3 separate regions of the Mus musculus genome follow, and regions 2 and 3 are each linked to region 1. A link is a contact called in public HiChIP or PLAC-seq and promoter capture Hi-C data. All regions are on one chromosome and are shown on one strand. Each heading gives the region's core, a stretch centred on a gene start, on an enhancer-like site or on the middle of the called end of the contact. The rest is flanking DNA. Distances are from core to core; before and after follow the strand shown.

Evidence for each region. Promoter capture Hi-C pulls out the DNA fragments that hold promoters and counts their contacts. HiChIP or PLAC-seq counts read pairs in DNA pulled down with a chosen protein or histone mark.
Region 2: a contact with region 1 is called in a promoter capture Hi-C map of liver, with 2.5 times the contacts expected there. The contact joins the promoter of Nuak2 here to the promoter of Pik3c2b in region 1. A contact is called at or near these places in 1 of 39 promoter capture datasets (liver) and 1 of 115 datasets of contacts at active chromatin or transcription factors (pancreatic cancer cells).
Region 3: a contact with region 1 is called in an HNF4G HiChIP or PLAC-seq map of pancreatic cancer cells. The contact joins the promoter of Cdk18 here to the promoter of Pik3c2b in region 1. A contact is called at or near these places in 1 of 39 promoter capture datasets (liver) and 1 of 115 datasets of contacts at active chromatin or transcription factors (pancreatic cancer cells).

The regions. Positions count from the first base shown.
Region 1 is chr1:133,043,879-133,047,664 of GRCm38.p6, reverse strand. Pik3c2b (phosphatidylinositol-4-phosphate 3-kinase catalytic subunit type 2 beta) reads right to left here and starts at 1,653. Exons shown (of 33, transcript NM_001099276.2): 1 at 1,242-1,653.
Region 2 is chr1:132,314,704-132,318,554 of GRCm38.p6, reverse strand. Nuak2 (NUAK family, SNF1-like kinase, 2) reads right to left here and starts at 2,430. Exons shown (of 7, transcript NM_028778.4): 1 at 2,083-2,430. The coding sequence starts at 2,325.
Region 3 is chr1:132,137,509-132,141,417 of GRCm38.p6, reverse strand. Cdk18 (cyclin-dependent kinase 18) reads left to right here and starts at 1,733. Exons shown (of 16, transcript NM_008795.2): 1 at 1,733-2,008.

The DNA.
Region 1 (3,786 bases), core at 404-2,903:
CAGCCCCGAATGGGACTACCAGGCTCTGAAGGAGCGTCAGGCTCGCTGACTGGGCTCCAGGAGCTGCAGCTGGAAAGAGGGAGGCTATTTGTGTGTCAGGGTTGCCATTTCTCTCCTGAATCTCTTTCCAAGGCCTAGTGGGAGCAAATCGAGTAAGTTTTCATTCAGGGCTGGTTTGGGGCTGGAATTCAGTGCAAATTGCTTACATCTGCTTGGCCATGTCCCAGACAAGCAGGTAGTTTAGAGAAAGGAGGGGCTGTATCAGCCCACTTCTGTAGCCCAGGTAGCTTGCCAGCCGCTAAGGAATCAAAGGCCTGCTAGGGTCTATCAGTCCAGGCTGCAGAACTCTCTGACCAAGTTGAATAAAAACACCAGGGCAACCAGAGACAATAGGACTTTCACCCTAAATATGACTGGTGGGCTGGGACTGGGAAACCACAAAGATACCTAAAGGGAGGTGAGATGTAGGGCCAGGTTAGCCTGAAGGAGCAATGGCAGAGTTTAGACACTTCAACCTCTGCACAACAAGGGTGAATGCACTAACCTCATACATTTGGTAACCTCTTTCCACACCCCAGAAGCCTGCCAAGCCCCTGGACTTTTCACCCCACCCACCCCAGCTTGGCAGTTTTGCTGGGGCTTCCAGCTTCTATCATCGCACCAAAGCTGCAGCTGTGTAAAACTGAAAAATGAGGGGCAAGTACTGCCCAGGAGAGGAGCACTTTCCCGGAGGGCCGGGGACTCGGGCCTGAAGGTCCTAGTCTCTCCTGCAAGCTTTCAGTCTTCTGCTTTTGCAGTATCCTTATAAGGCCAACCCTACCCTCCGCCTGGCCGAAAATGTGTACCGTCCCGAGGTTGGACGCTGACTTCTCACTCCCGCTGCACAGGAAGGCACCACTCCCACCACCCCCCACTCCAGGACAGGTTTTGCTCTTAAACAAACTAATAAACAAATCGACTCCAAAGCGGTCCCCTGGTCCCAGCTCGTCTTGCAGCTGCACCCGGGAAGTGTGTTCCGGAGGAGGAGGCGGGTGCAAGCCCGGCGAGGCCGCGAGTCGCGGGCGAGCCGTGGGGCGGGGGCGAGCAACCTGCAGTGCTCGGAGGACCCGGCTGGGCTCTCGGCCCTGCCATTGTTGGCCCCGGCGCTGGCGCTTCGGGGCGGGAGCTCTGCCCACGTCGCCCCGACTAAGAGGGCGCTCCGCAGCCCCGGGGTCGTCCTCCCCGCCGCGTGCTCTTCCTACCTGCGCTGGCCGCGGGTTCTGCCGCGACACCCTGACTGTCGTGGCTGGGTGTCTAGGGCTCCGCCGACCCGGCTCGCTCGGAAGATCCAGGCGGCTCCAGCCCCCGCGTGATGTTCAGTGTCGCCTGCTCCCTTCGCTCGCACCGCGCGGGCACTGGGATCCCCGCAGCAGGAGACACACGGGCAAGCGACGGGCGTGGGGGCCGGGCCCGGGCCCGGTGCTGTCTGCCGGGAGCGTGCACGAGCTCGCAGTCAGGCAGCCCCGGGTGAGACAATAGCGCGAACGGCGAGCGAGCGGGGAGAAGCCATCTCCCGGACAGCCGGCGCACTGCACGGCGCGCGAGGCTCACCGGCTCCTGCCAGGACCGCGGCCCAGGCCGCCGGCAACAGCCGCAACGCCGAATCGCCTAGTCGCGGGAGCCAGAGGGCGGGGCGGCGGGAACACGGGCCCCCTCCCTCCCCTCTTCCTCTCCCCCTCCCCTCCCCCTCCCGCTCCCGCCTCCGCACCGTGTGCGGCGTCCTGAGCAGACCCCGGGGGCCAGCAATCCCACTTCCCGCTGGCAGATTGTCGTCGTTTTCCAGGCTGGAACCCCTTGCTCTGGGTCAGGTGAAACAAGCCAGATCACCTTATTGGAAGCGACACGGGCTGGGCGTTCAGTTATCCGTTCGAAAATTTCCTCTCATAATTATGCATGATAGGGATGCTCTAAAGAACTACCACCTTCGTGGGGGAGGCTGTGTTGGCACTTTTCTCTCCCGTTTGCTCAAGGGCGGTCTTCCAACCTGAGTGGGGAGGAGAAGTAGAGAAGCCTCCAACCCTATTAAGGTAGGAAGCAAACTTTGAAACTGTGTTATTTTCTCCGGGCACCTCCCTTAAAGCACCTGTGTCAAGCATTTTCCTAAGGGCTCTACCCAGTACTGGCCAGCTCCGTTTGCATAATAACTAGGGTCTCGGATCTCCAAGTACACTTTCTTCAACCAGGAACTTGTTCTTTGCTATCTTCCTTTCTTTGCCAGTCACACTGGGATTCAGCCTTCTTCCTCAGTACCCCTTCAAGCCTTGGTGGGAGAAGGTGTCTCAGCTCCCATGCCCTCTGCTCTCTAGCTAAGGCTTCTATGGAAACATCTGTTAAGCATCCCTTGCCTTGCCCCAAGGAAATATTTAAGATACTACCATTTCAGTCTATCAAAGTCAGAAAGGTCTTTATAAAACACATGGGGCCTTTGATCCCGCCCCCTTATTTGCATGAAACTCTGTAAGAAACCGGAGCAGTTTTCCAGGAGACAAGGGCTAAAGCCTTCCTAGGTTGGTAGAGGTAGAAACTGGGGAGAGCTCACAAAGAGGAGAGCTGTCTAGTAGAATGAGGATTTGAACAACTAGAGGAAGTCCTGTGGTGGAGAAAAGCAGTACAAAAGGGGAGTCCCTAAGCCAGGTCCTCAATCAGCACCTGGGAGGCAGAAGCACCCCAACGGGTGTGGTGTGTAACTCCAGGAGAGCTGCTGCTTTTTCTCCTGGCCTCTGCAGGCATCCATATGCATGTGCACACCCCCACAAGCATATACAGAATCTAAAAATAAATTCAATCTTAACCCCCACCCCCAAAAAGTCGAGTTCACAATTCTAAAGTATTTGAGGGAGAATATTGTTTTGTTTTCATCGAGGATGAAATGGAACGGTTAGATAGAAACCTCATGGGCATCACTAGGTGAGTGAAGAGAAAAAGAAGCCTGTGAGAGCTAAATCAGGTTCCGGTGGCTTGATGGTGAAAGACTCGTTCTAGAAGCTTAACAACTAGAGGAGGAATACAAAGGAGCATGAAAGATCAGGTATGGAAGTGTTGTTTGGCACAGGTTTTCCCATGTAGCTGAGGCTGCCATTTGAACTTGATATGTAGCCCAGGCTGGCTTCAAATTCATGATTGTACTGCCTCTTTCTCCTAAGTGCTGAGCCAACACCCTTGGCTTGGTTTTCTTTTAAGACAAGAAAGAAATGTGTTCCTATGCTGAGAGGTAAGACCAGGGAGCAAAGGGGTGAAAATGCAAACTGTCCCAAAGAGGAAAGGAGATGGCCCAAAGCATGCGAGACAAAGTTGCCTGGAGAGACTCACTGGCAAATGGATTTGGAGAGCAGTAAGTCTTGAAGCTATACCCTGAAGAAAAAAAATAGTTGCTACTTGATCGTCTTTGAGAATTCTGCTGAGACAAAAAGAGTAAAAATAGTATAGAAAGCTGGTTGTGGTGGCACATGCCTTTCATCCCAGCACTTGAGAGACAGAGGCAGGCAGAATTCTGAGTTCGAAGCCAGCCTGGTCTACAGAGTGAGTTCTAGGACAGCCAGGGCTACACAGAGAAACCCTGCCTTGAAAAACAAAACAAAACAAAACCAATAGATAGGATTGAAGATGTAAAAAATGTGGTTAGGTTTTAAATGACCATAGAAAGAAACGAGGGGGGCTGGTGAGATGGCTCAGTGGGTAAGAGCACCCGACTGCTCTTCTGAAGGTCCAGAGTTCAAATCCCAGCAACCACATGGTGGCTCACAACCA
Region 2 (3,851 bases), core at 1,181-3,680, 730 kb after region 1:
ACCCGGGCATGTGTTTTTCTCTTTAGGGGTTGGTCAGGGGAGCTAGGAGACTCACAGGAGGAAATGTCATTTCGATACCAGGAATGTGTCTGAGATCCAGAGCAAATATTTGTTTTTCCTCTGATGCCCTCCTGGAGCAGCCATTAGTCCGTGTGTCCCCCCCCCCCCCCACACACACACCTGTCCCTCCCTTCAGATAATCCCATGGGACCCTGCTTAACTATCTCTATAAGGAGAATGGGAAGCAAGCTGCAAATGTGGTGAGAAATTCCTGGCAGCAGGAGGCTTTCCTGGGAACCACCAACAGCCCCAGCTCCTCAGGGCAAGGCCTAAGCAGCGCCATGTCCTTCTCCCCCACTGAAGTATCAGAAGTATAGGTCTCTTTAGGGAAAGCAGTTAAGATGTAGGGGTGGGTGGGTGGAGATGAGGGCACTGCTCCAGGATTGAGAAATCATTAGCACAGCGGAGAGCTGCTTTCCAAGAAAGGGGGGGGGGGGGGCTAAGCAAACTCTTAACAGCAATCCTGGGTGGTCCTGCTGGGGAGTTTCAGAGCAGGATCTCCACATTTGCTGATCTTGGCTCCTTGCATGCAGCAAGACATGGGAACCTGAGAGCTCCTTTTGATTTTCTCTGTTCTGATGCAAGAGTCATTGATTTACTTCACTTCAAAATCAAATGTGATCTCTCTCTGTCTCTCTCTCTCTGTCTTTCTCTGTCTCTCTTTCTCTGTGTGTGTGTCAATCAAGAGCTGATGTGAACTCTGAACTTTGATCTCAGTTTCTCAGACACTCTAGCTCCCTCAATCCACTCTTCCTACAACAAGCGACATAGCACACAAGCCACTATTAGCCACTATTTCCTAGCTAAGCCCCCAGACAAAGCCTGGGCCCTGAAGTCTCAAGGCTTAAGCCTCTGAGGCCCTGGCACTTTATAGAAAGAGAAAGAAAAGAAAGCCCGGAAGTACACGATTGCCCAATAACTGTAACCTGGCAGCGGGCAACTGGGGACTGTGCCAGGCCTTAGCAGGAAAAACATACTTGCTCCTATTGATGGGGTTATAATCCACTCCTTTCTCCAACATCCACTCTCCTTCACCAATGAAATGACTTCTTGAATTTCAAACCAGCTACTGGCTGCAAAAGCAAACAATTAGGGGAGGGGACCATTCCCATAGTCAATAGGGCAAATGATGGCTGTACATACACACCCCCTTACAAACAGCATCCACTGGACCTGCCAAATGTTCTCCCTAAACCACCTGCTCTGAGCCTTGCGAAAATGTGAATTATAGACCTTTTATAAAATAGTTCCCTTGGTGGAAAATGAGAGACTGCACATTTTAAACAAGTAGCCAGCTAATACTCAGGCCCACTGAACTAGAGTGGAAGAAACATTGTTGTGTAACTTTTGGTAAATTTGCTGTCCTTCCAAGGGGAGGTTTCCAGATAGGAGTATTCATTCTCAACACAGGATCTGTGATCAGGGCTCAAGTGCATTCACATTTATATCTTATTTTTTCCAAGCAGCTTGTGAGACAGGCTGTGTTCTCTCTATTTTTGCAGAAGGGGAAACAGAAAACAGAGATGGAGGAACTTGCTCAGAGTTACGGATTATTATTACGATTACACATGCGTAAATCAAAAGGGCAAGTTCCCCAAAGGCCTCACATCCAAAGATGTGGCTGGAGTGCTGGGAGTGGACCTGACATTTGGGCCTGCTTTTACATTTCCCAGAATAAAAACCTATCCCAACCAAACTTAGCTTCATTTCGGCTGGAAAGGCCCCAAAGTGTCAAGTCAGAGTTAAAGATCTCCACACCTCATCCATCTACTAAGAACTGGTGCTTTCAACTTCCTCCTTCCATTCTACTCTGTTGACGTTTGTTCCCGTCAAAATTCAAGTTAAGCTCCGTCTTCTCAAACTACAGGCATCTAGTGAAGCTAAGGTTCAGGACAGATGAGCACTGTCCTGAAAACCACGGACAGACACATCTAAAATGCGCGCGCCTGGCAACGCAGCCGAGGACACCGCAAGGGACGCGCTGTGAGCTCCCGAGAGCCGGGAGCCGCGAGGGACACTCACCAGACGCCCCGAGCTCTCTCGTGCCTTCTTCACCTTCCCGTAGGTGCCCTTGCCCAGCGTCTCCAGGAACTCGTAGCGGTGCCGCAGGTTGTGTTTGTGATGGTGCCGCTTCACCGCCTGCTTCTTCATCAGAGGTTTAGGCGACTTGATGAGCCCGTCCGCCAGCGGCCGGGCGCTCTCCGAGGCCAGGGCGGAGGCCGAGGGAGCCTGGCTCGGGCGCTGGAGTAAGGCCACCGACTCCATGGTGCGGGGACCGCGAGGTGGAGTGGGTCGGGCAGCAGTAGCAGCGCGCGCTGAGCCGCGGGCTCAGAGGTCACAGCCGCACCCGAGCACGCTAGAAAGCCCCGCGTTCCGAATTGCTATAAAACGTTTCGAGGGGGAATGTCCTGACCACGCCCCTGCGTCCCATTGGCCGACTTGCCGGCGGCTCGTGACCAAAACCTCTCGCATTGGTTCACCCTCTCCTGCCCCGTTCCTCCCCTTGGCTAGGCGCGGAAAGGTGTGAATGGGGCCCCGCCCACTTGGACCCGAGGCCCAGGAATGCGAGAATGGAGGCAGAGCCGAATTAATACCGAAGTGCCAGTCTTTAGGATTGAAGGCTCTCTGAATTGCTTTAGTCTCTGAATGACGCCAACCTTGTGCTATTGTGCTGTGTTCTCGGTTGGCAAGGGACAATCTAAGGGCACTAGAAAGTCCCGAAGTATTTCTCCACATGCAGTAAATTGTTTCTTCCAAGCTCAAAATCTGAAAAGCCTTTTGATAACTTCTTGAGGTCCATAAAGGAGAAAGTGAATAGGGAGATGGAATGGGTTGGAGACTGACGCCAGCTAAGCACTGGTAGAGAGCTGTCCTGACTCCATGTTCACTCTGCTTGGATTCCACCAACCTTAATTGGATTCTGGAATCCAACAGGCCTGGGAAATCCTTACTTTGTAGGGTTGCGTGGATTCCCTCAAGATGTGGTGGCCTTGTGGATCTCCATAAATTGTGAAAAAAGCACATCACATTCCAAGGACTTACATCCACGAGCTCCTAAATCTGTAAGGAGTGTCTTGGTCCCAGGGTTTCCTCCCAGTGGATTTTTTTTTTTTTTCAAAAGAGCAGGAGGTTGGGCATAAGATTTGGCTGCATTTAAGGGGCCTGGAAGGCTATGTCCAGACCCCCCTTTCCGATGTAGAAAGTGAGTTTACTTCTGCCACACAGCTGGCAAGAAAGCCTGGAATTCAGATACTGGCCTATAGGGAAAGAGTACAGGACAAGAGGACTTCCCTAATTCTAGCTATTCCGGGCAGGCATCCCTCCCTCATCTGCAGGACCTCATCTCTAGCTGTATCTTTAGGACTTGGCAGAGGATCAAAGAGGACTACGTCCTCAATTATCAAATTAAAAAAAAAACTACTCTCTGCCCATTTTCCTACTTCTGTTTGCCCTTTGAATCTTTTCAGAGGGAATAACTGGTATCTCCTTGTCTTGGAGCTCTCTGTAGCCAGAGACCATCCACCGGGAATCAGCCTTCTCTAAGTTCGGACGGTCCATGGAAACTGTATAGCTAGTTTAGTGCCCTATCTTCTGCCAGCTTGCCTCTCCACTCTGAGTAGTCTGTGAAAATAGAAAAGGCTCAACCAGTCTGCTCTCTGTGCGCCCTGTCTGTCAGTTCCTGGGGTCTGTCCAGGCAGAGTAGGACAATGAAAAGCATGTGTCAGAGGAGCAGGCTCAGGGATGGGAGACCTGGGTTCTAGACCTGACTGACATGAAAAGAGGAGGGAGCC
Region 3 (3,909 bases), core at 484-2,983, 910 kb after region 1:
CAGAAGATGTTCAGAAACTGTTTATTGAGACCTTTTGACCTTACCCCCTGGCTCTCTGAAATTCTACCCTTTGGCCCCATCTTCTCTAATCCTCTAAATACTTAGGCATAGTCCAGCCCTCCAACCTTCCCTGGCATTGACATAGCCTCCCTGCTCCCTGTCTTTGTCATTGTCTTCCTCCTCCTCCTCCCTCCTTCTCCTCCCCCTCCCCCTTTCTTTTCCTCCTCCTCTTCTAGAGAGCATGTCTCACTCCGTGGCTGGCCTAGAATTCATTGGGGAAACCAGGCTGATCTTGAACTTATAGTGATCCTCCTGCCTCTTCCTCCTGAGTGCAGGCCCTCCCCACCACGCCTAAGCCTAGGTTTTCCTAGTTACTCATGGAACAGGACAGGTATCCTCTGTCCCAAATCCAGAGGCTTGGCTGTAGGCACTCTTTGCAGCCCTTCAGCTTGTAGCAGCCACAGCTGCATAAAACACTCATTCCCAGAAAAATCTCCATGCCCTGGTAGGGAAGGTAGCAAAGAGCTGGTAGGCCCTTGTGGGATGTCAGCCACCCATAAGTCACTCTCATGTGGCTGTGACCTCAGGACTCTGTCTTTTAGAAGAAAACTGTCCTCTTTCCAACACCACATTCTCCTCAAAGCAGCCTTCTCAAGGGCACCCAGATTGCAGAAGCTATGTGCCATATCTGCTAAAAGAACAGAGGGCAAGGACCTCTTTGATGTAGTCCCGGCAGAGCACCGGAAGCAAGGATAAAAAGGCCCCAGCATAAGAAGGCTGACCCTCAGCCCACCCCAGCGTTTTTGTGGCGTGCTTTAAACAAACAAAAGGTTTATTTATATTTAGCTTGTGTGCACGCGCGAATTTCGCCCACAGCTGTGTGTATCTAACACATATGTTCTTGGCACCATGGATCAGAAGGTGTCAGATTCCCTAGAACTGGAGCTATAGACAGTTGTGAGCAGTCATGCGGGTGCTGGAAACGGAACCGGGGTCCTCTGCAAGAGCAGTAACTGCTCAGGACTGCTTAACCATCTCTCCAGCGCCCCTGGTGGTGGTTTTTGACCCCTGACGTTAGACAGTGTGGGAGAATGATGTTTGACCTGGGTTCTAAGCCTTGTAGGACTTTGGGCTTCTTCAGTCTCCTTTCTGAGACTTAGTTTCCCCTTGTGTAAACCGAGACCTGACTTAGCATTGCCTATCTGCAAAGCTTCTTAGTTGATTCACTTGGCCAAAAAGGACAGAGTTGTTCCTCTTCATAGTGGAAGAGGGATGCTATGTGGGAAGGAACTCTTCCTCCAGGCCATGGAGAGGCAGAGATGGGGGAAGGGATCAGGGAGATATTATCAGGTAAGTGACAATTTCACACTCCATAAAAGAGAGGAGAATAGGCGAGGCCCTGTGCCCTGAGATCGCACATTAGCTCTTAGGTGCTAGGCGCTGCCCCCACTACCCTCCCCCCACCCCCCGAAATTGGCACTCAGCAGGTTGGGTAGAGACAGAGACCTGTCCGGTGTGGTCCAGGCTAAAGGGCCTCACCCTGTACTTAGTTTAGGGCCAGCTTATGAGGGGAACAGGAAGAAGCACAGGCCTTAGTTCCCAGAGTGGGAGAAAGGGGTGGCCCTGGGACAGAGGGAGAGCAAGGGATTGGCAGTGACTGTGGGCAGGGCCGGTCCGGACAAAGGCGGAGTCAACTTGTACACGTGAAAAACTCTGGCTGGGGCCCGGCTTTTGCCTTCCTCCTCCTCTTACCCACCTTCCTGCACCCCTCCCTTCTCCCTTCTCCCGCAGCTCAGGTTACAGCTTCTTTGGGGGGAAAACCGCTCACCTTTCCAGGGCCAGGAAGAGCCAGGGTCCCGAGTAGGGACCCCGGCGGGGCGCGGGGCAGGGCACCTAAGCCTGGCAGCGCGGCCGCGGAGGGCGGGAGCCGGCTCGCCACGACCGGGACACGCGCAGAGTCCGCCGCGGCGGCCAGAGAGGGGCACCGCGCCGGGCAAGCTGAGCAAAGGTAAGCCGGGCGGTCCTTAAAGGGGCCGACTGCCTTTGCGCTGGAGATTTGGGCAGAATTCCCCAGCTGCCATAGGCGATGGGCGCTCGGCAGGCGCGCTTGCGTTTTATTTTTTTATTATTTATTTATTTTTTTGGTGTGTGTGTGGGGTGAAGGATGCCCTGGGAAAGCCACTCCCAAGTTCCAGGTGCTGAGGCAGAACGCGTGCCCCGCGGGGACTCTGGATCCCGGACTCCCTTTGGCCCTGACCTCCGTCGGAACCCTACAAACGCAAAAGTTCCCCTCCCAGGCACAAGCCAGACGCTAAGTGCTTTCCTTATGGGAAGGACAAGGGTCAGGAGTCCCGATAACGAAGGGATTCAGGAGAGTGTAGGGCCAGATTGCCACCTCGAAGAGCTTTCTGGGCTTTCGTGAACTTTCCAGCCCCACAGGCCATGGGTGGTAGGCCAGAGACCTGGGGAAAACTGAGGACAGGTGAAGCCCCGAGCGCTGGCTGCGTGGTGAGGAGAGTCGCTAGGGAACGTGTCTCTTCTCTTGGGCTAAGTCCAGAGAAGCAATGATCCTCCCCTCCTGTGGACAGCGGTTGATAGCGTGTGGGAAAGGAGGGTGGGTGGCTCGCTCTTCAAACGCATGGCTTGACTGCTCTGTTTGGAGGTCACAAACAGGACTCTGAAAATGGGGTGGGTCAGAGGCTCTGTTCCACGCGGTTGGGGGACAGGCCCCTGATGGCCTTGGGGTTGTTTTCCCTGTACTGAGGGGTCAGCACCCCTCTAGGCTCCAGCGGCCTCATATATTTCTCTTAAGCTTTCCCAGGAGCAGGGGTAGAATTGTGGGATAGGGGCAGTCCTCAGAACCTTCTGAGTTCTGGCTGCTGCCATCTGCCCCTCTTTGTCATCCCAGCTCGGCCTTGAGCAATCTTCCCCAGCCTACCCAGCTGTGTTGTGTGGCCTGGGCCCCGTGGGTCGCAAAGCCCCCACCCTATCAGATGTGAGATTCAATGGAGGCACATAGCCCACAGTGAGGCGGGGTAGGTGGGGATCCAAATCCTTGTGTCTCAAGAACGCATGTCTTTGTCATGCCTTGGGCCTGGGATAGCTTCTGGGGTGTGGCCAACAGGCAGCTATGCCTGTGGACTTGGGCTGCATCGGAGGCTCCCTCTGCCCCAGCTCCTGTCTCCAATCTCTGCAATGTGCCAAGCAAGGTGTCATAATAATGTTATGATAGTTCATGAGTGTTATGATCACTAATGCACTAGCCAAGGAACAGACTGGGGGAGGGGTGGGTGAGAGTGATGTAACGGGTTCAATCCGGTCTACATCTATCTGACCCCAAGCCCGGTCCCAACTCCTGCTCTTCCTGGGCTGGAATTCCCAGGGAGGACAGGGGTAGTTCTCTAAGTAATCAGGCTCCCCAGGCAGACCCAGGCTTTACCAGAGGGACAATAATCTGAGAAACAAGTGGATTCCTAGTCTGGGATTGTTCGGGGAGGGGATAGCTGCCCTGAGATCCAGAGGGAATGGGATTGTGTTTCTCTCCAAACCCTGTGTTCTCTGTCAGTTAATTGATCCTGCTCCCAGGGGAAGAGGCCGCTCTTCATAGGGAAAAAGCCTGGCTTGGGTCTTCTGACTCCTACCTCACTCTAGCCTTCTCTTCTGCCCCTCCTCCTCTTCCTCTTCCTCTTTCTCCTCCTCTCCCTTCTCTTCCTCCTCTCCCTCCTCCTCCTCCTCCTCTTCCTCCTCCTCCTCCTCCTCCTCCTCCTCCTCGTCTTCTTCCTCCTCCTCTCCTGATTCCATCTTTCCTTCTCTGAGTTTGGGACCTGAAGATGAGAAAGGATGGTCAAATCTAAGCCATTTCTAGAATCCTCCTATTGATTTTGTGGCTCCCAGCAAACTCTCGAACTT